2 separate regions of the Mus musculus genome follow, and region 1 is linked to region 2. A link is a contact called in public HiChIP or PLAC-seq data. All regions are on one chromosome and are shown on one strand. Each heading gives the region's core, a stretch centred on a gene start, on an enhancer-like site or on the middle of the called end of the contact. The rest is flanking DNA. Distances are from core to core; before and after follow the strand shown.

The links. HiChIP or PLAC-seq counts read pairs in DNA pulled down with a chosen protein or histone mark.
Region 1: a FOXA1 HiChIP or PLAC-seq map of pancreatic cancer cells shows a contact between it and region 2. The contact joins two enhancer-like sites. A contact is called at or near these places in 2 of 484 Hi-C or Micro-C datasets (the AML12 cell line and liver) and 1 of 115 datasets of contacts at active chromatin or transcription factors (pancreatic cancer cells).

Annotation. Positions count from the first base shown.
Region 1 is chr14:46,276,274-46,278,973 of GRCm38.p6, forward strand. No RefSeq gene overlaps it. Among named protein-coding and RNA genes, the nearest start is that of Gm34499, 57 kb to the left of the region's middle. Within about 2 kb of position 1,343, at least 19 of the 459 cell types and tissues checked have an H3K27ac peak or open chromatin away from gene starts, as enhancers often do. A contact at or near this core is called in liver and pancreatic cancer cells, where this site is marked.
Region 2 is chr14:45,982,369-45,985,068 of GRCm38.p6, forward strand. No RefSeq gene overlaps it. Among named protein-coding and RNA genes, the nearest start is that of Gm34499, 240 kb to the right of the region's middle. Within about 2 kb of position 1,288, at least 21 of the 459 cell types and tissues checked have an H3K27ac peak or open chromatin away from gene starts, as enhancers often do. A contact at or near this core is called in liver and pancreatic cancer cells, where this site is marked.

The sequences.
Region 1 (2,700 bases), core at 93-2,592, 290 kb after region 2:
TAGGCCAGCCTAGGCTACATAGTGAATTCCAGTCCAGCCTAGGCTACATAGTGAATTCTAGTCCAGCCTAGGCTACATAGTGAATTCCAGTCCAGCCTAGTCTGCACAGTAAGCTTCAGGCCAGCCTAAGCTTCATAATGAGTTCTAGGCCAGCCTAGGCTACATAGTGAATTCCAGTCCAGCCTAGGCTACATAGTGAATTCTAGTCCAGCCTAGGCTACATAGTGAATTCCAGTCCAGCCTAGTCTGCACAGTAAGCTTCAGGCCAGCCTAGGCTTCATAATGAGTTCTAGGCCAGCCTAGGTTTCATGATAAGTTCTAGTCCAACCTAGGCTACATAGTGAGTTCCAGTCCAGCCTAGGCTACATAGTGAGTTCCAGGGCAGCCTAGGCTACAAAATGAGACTTGGTTTCAAAAATCCAAAGTATAAACAATAAATTAAAAAAATAAATTGGAGATGGGTGACAGCAATTGATATCTATATTTTAATAGAAGCTTCAGCCAGATGATATAAAAATAACCTAATTGCAATGAGAAAATGAAACATTTTACAGGGAGGAGAATGAGTTGTCTAGAAAGACTCACTGCCTAGGAGTCATAGGTGGGAGTCACATATCAGATACCCTGCATATCAATATTTATATTATAATTCATAACAGTAGCAAAATTAACAGCTATGAAGTAGCAGCAACAATGTTATGGTTGAGGTAAGGAGCTGTAAAGGGTTGCAGCACCTGGAAGGTTGACAGCCACTGAGAGTCTAAGGGAATGTCCTAAGCAGAGAGTGTGTAAGTAGACTGAAGGCTGTATCTAATTTTGGCAAAGCCTGACACTCCACCCTCCTTCCAACCCTAAACCTCCAGATTGATTTCAGGCCCTCCACTCAGGAAGGCTGGAAACTGGCATGGCAGCTGTCAGTGGGAAATTATTACTTAAACTGTAGGTGACTCCCAAGCCGTCTTTCTTCTTCTAAGATTTGGAGAATAATTATGATCCCCTTTCAGATGCTTAGCTCAAAAGGTAACAATCTCTGTACACAAGCACTCATAACATGCAACACTCACGGTATCTTGTGTTTACCTCTTTGTGGCTTTGACATTGGCAAGAACCGAAACTCTCGGTGTTCCATAGCGTTCTCTCTGTGGCCAAGCCCACCCAGACCAAAACAGTGACCCTTCACACCCAGCTTCTCTCTGGGCTCCTTGTGGAACATGGACAGATTTCTCTCTCTGCTGCAGAAGGTATAGCTTTGTAGAACATTGGTCTGATATATGTGTCTCCTGATTTCCCTGAGGGCAGGCCCTGGTCTTAAGAGAGCTTCTATCTCCAGGGCCTGTCACTGTACCTAGCATTCGGTATGTGCTGAGTAAATGTTTGCTGAATGAATGGAAAGTTGCACAATCTTCTGTTAATTCATGAACAGGCAATCAGGAAATTCCATCTTGAAGTATTCTTTCATCATAGACTGTAAAATATTGTTTAAATAAAGGATGTGGTTTATCCATGTTTAAGTTTTAGGTCAATTTTCTATGGAGTTAGTAAAATCTCATTCCAATACAAATTATTTAATCCCCTGGTGCCTTGGGTTTTCTGCCTATAAAATGAGAATGGAAGTTCTGATTTCCTTGGTTCTGCAAAGAGGGTTGCAAAGCTCAGAGTCCTTCTTACCCAAGCAGCACTCCTTGGGTCAATGCTCAACTTCCTGTCTCATTCCCAAGCTGGTTAGGAGGCTGCGATTGGACTTTAGCACTCAGAGTCTGCTGATTGTTGCTCCCAGAACAAAGGCTGAACGATGAGTCTTACTAATCATGCCACTCATTGCCTAAGAAGTGATTTTCCTCAAGGTCTCTGTCCCTCGGCGCTGAACAAAGTTGTGAGTTGTGGCCTTAGGGCAGACCTGGGCCAGCTGCAGCAATGGTGGTTACTGCTATATTTGAGGTCTCACTGGACATGTGTTATTTGTTCAAGCTAATCTTCTTTCTTGTTTAATTTTGCTTCTCAGTTAATTGAACAGTCTCTTGCTAGAAAAATTTGTCAGTGGCCTGAGAGATTAGTTGAACCAAAGGTTGTCTTTCCGGCGGTAGTCTAAGTCATAAAATCTACCAATGACCATCGGTCACTGTTCCACTTCCTACATAGTGGCCACCACAGATTGAGCACTGATTCTGCCACAGGCTTTGCAAGTGCATTGCTGTTATTGCTTTGTCATGTATCCATGGGGGTGTTGTAACTATCATCACTTTCCATGAAGAAGAGTAGGCTCGGAGACATTTCCCAACCTCTCAGTCTCACACGGCCCTGATCACTCAGAGACAGGACAGATAGTCAGATACTGCTGACTGCAGCTCAGCTTACTTACCATAACTCAAAACTTCCCTAAACATTCATAGATTTGCTCATGTGTGCTTTCTCTCGCCCCCTCCTCTTTCTCCTATCCTATACTCCAGAGATTTCTAATATGCTTTGGTCAAAAGGCTGTCACCCTCAATAAACTATATTCTTACATTCCTTCCTCAAAGGACATACATATGGGTTTTCTTGTCAATGCAAATAATTTGGGGGCAAACTCAAAACTGAAATGGAAGCAAGAATAAGCACATTCATCTTTGTGATTTCTTGTGAAATCTACTGTCCTGTTTTCCCTCCAGTGGTTCTATTGAATGGTTTTTGAGACAAACAACACTTACATCTGTGATGATT
Region 2 (2,700 bases), core at 38-2,537:
TCTTTCTGCTTAATCCCATGGTGTGGGGTGACACTCTTATAAGGCAGCAAGCCTCTCTACCATGGTGTAACAGCAGGCCTCATACTCCACACCCCATCTCCATAGGAACCAGGACTTTCCCAGACCAGGGTTGCAGTTTGGGTCCTGAATATTACGACTGGGGAGGGAGTAGAAGAAACTTCCATACTGGTGCCCTGAGGTAGAGAAATCAGAGTATGATTCTACTCCATCGGATCTCAGACAGGACAGAGTTTTCAAAGCAGCACCCAGGAATGCTGCCAATAAAGTCAAAGGGCCACCTGCACAATGGCCCAGAGGAGACAAGTCAGAGTTAGAGTCTGGGTGGAACTGAAGGATGGAAGGTCAGGAGTGATAGAGGAAACTTTTGAACCACTGCAAGAATGAGGTGCAGCACGGAGCCTGTCCTTCATGAATTGGCCACTGACTAATCAAAAGCAACTTGTAAGTGTGGCAAAATGATTAAAATACACTGCTGGGTAGATCCAGTGTACAGCCCACCTGATTGCCTGTGTGGAAAGGAACTTCACAAATGCGTTTGCTTTCTCAGTGCGTTCTGCATTCTAGGAAAGTGCTCTACTGCTGAGCTACAGCCTCAGTCCTCCAAAAGACCTATGAATAAGAGACACATCTAGCTCTACATCTTTAGTTGCCCACCAGTACTGAGCTAGAATCGATGGGAAATGAATGTATGTACGCTACTTTCCCTCCCCACATTTGCTATTTTGCATATTTTGTAACAGTTTGGCCAAGCGGCTCAGACAGCGGCAGCAAGTGGATTTGGCTTCTCTCTGTGGCTGGGTGAAGAACGAGTAAGACAATGGCTGCTGGAAGTTCACAACCAACCCAGGGACAAACCTGGGCCTGTTCCTGATCATCAAAAGCCTAAGAGTCCTTGCTTCACACTCCCTCTGACTCTTCATCTTCATGGGGCAGGGGCCTCGTGTTCTGCTTTACAGTGTGGTTGCTCTCGGCTCCCAGCCTGGGTAGGGCAGTGGTATTTGGTTAGTGTGGACTTTGTTCTAAACTCTTCTGGCTTTGTTTGTGTTGTGGAAACTCTGGCTCGTACTCTGCTTTGATTATTTCACATCCATGAGTTATATCCAGAAATCCAGGGTGCAGGCTCATGGAAAAAAATACCTAAATTGATGACTAATTTGACATCAGAAGTTTTTCAACCAGAAAAAAGTAGTGTACTACAGAGTAAGCGGGGCCACTCCACCCCTGGCCTCCTGCCCTCTGCTTGGAGTGAGACTTTCAAGTGTTCCATTGAGAGAGGCTGGGGAGTCACGGAGAGGAGGCCCAGCTATGGGCCCACACAGCAGACAGCCCTGGGCAGGGCACAGTGCTCACTCAAATTTACTGGGCACCACTTACCAAAGCTATTATGAAATACAGTCATAAGCTAGGCTCCGTGACACGTGCCTGTAAGACAGAGACAGGAGGATCACTGCAAGTTTGAGGGCAGCCTGGTCTATCAGTGAATTAAGGACCAGCCTGGGCTTTGTAGTGAGACTGGCTCAAAAGACCAAAGGGGTCTGGGTGGGGGTGGGGTGGAGGAAGAGAGAGGAAGAAGAATAAAAGGAGAAATGTTTGTTATTTGAAAATGATGGTTTAGGAGTGTGTGTGTGTGTGTGTGTGTGTGTGTCTGTGAGTATGTGTGTGTGTGTATGCGTGTAGTGTGTATGTGTGTGTGTGCATGTGTGTGTGTGTGTGAGTGTATATGTGTGTGTGTGTTTATATATGCATGCGCACTTTTGTATATATGAAGGTGGACAGGTGAGGACACCCTTGGGTGCCAGTGCTTACATCCCAACTTGTTTCAGACAGGATCTCCTGTTGGTTTTCTCTCTTCGTGCCAGGCTAGCTGGCCTGCAAGCTTCCATCTCTGCTTCTCATCCCGTCTCCCCATAGGACTGCGGAGTGTGCCACGGCGCCTACGTTTTGTGAGTGCTGAAAACTTGAACCAGGTCGTCACAGCACATGGCAAGCACCGCATCCACTGCGTGCTCTCTGAAGACCTTTTTCTTTTTTTTTTTTTTTAATTGTCCACATTTTTATTTTTACACCATAAGGAATAATTTCCATCTCACTCTCCCTATTGCTTTGCCAGGACACAGAGAAATGTCTGTGCTCAAAATGAAAGGCTCTTGTCTTCTTGGCTGAATATCAAGATTTTCCCAGATTGTCAACTCCTTAAGAGAGGAAAAGCATAAAAGCCAGCTGCAGAAGGGCAGAAGTGAGCTAACACGATCCAGGTGTTTCTAGTTTTCTCCCCAAAGACAGGAGCGTGTGCGCATGCCCTGTCGATCCTATCTGTGGGGCGCTGCCTGATAGCATCAGCCTGGCGATCATAGTTTCGATAGCAGCTGGCGAGTGGATCCCCAGTGTGTGGCAGCTGTAGCTCTCGGGTCGACACTGGTTGTGCAGGAGCATTCTGAAAGTTCATGACCTTGCATTTATCCTCCTTCCAGCTTGATCCATGCATATAAAAAGGATTTTAAAGTAGTAAACTTGTAAAGACATCTTGGGGTGGCCGTGCAGAGGAAAGGGTCTTCAGTCGCAATTCCACCACTGCCAGCCACGGGTCTACGGCAGTCTTCAACTGTCTGATCCACACAAATAAACCATGCTTCCCTTAATGCGCTAAAATAAAATGAATACATTCTGTTGACACAGATT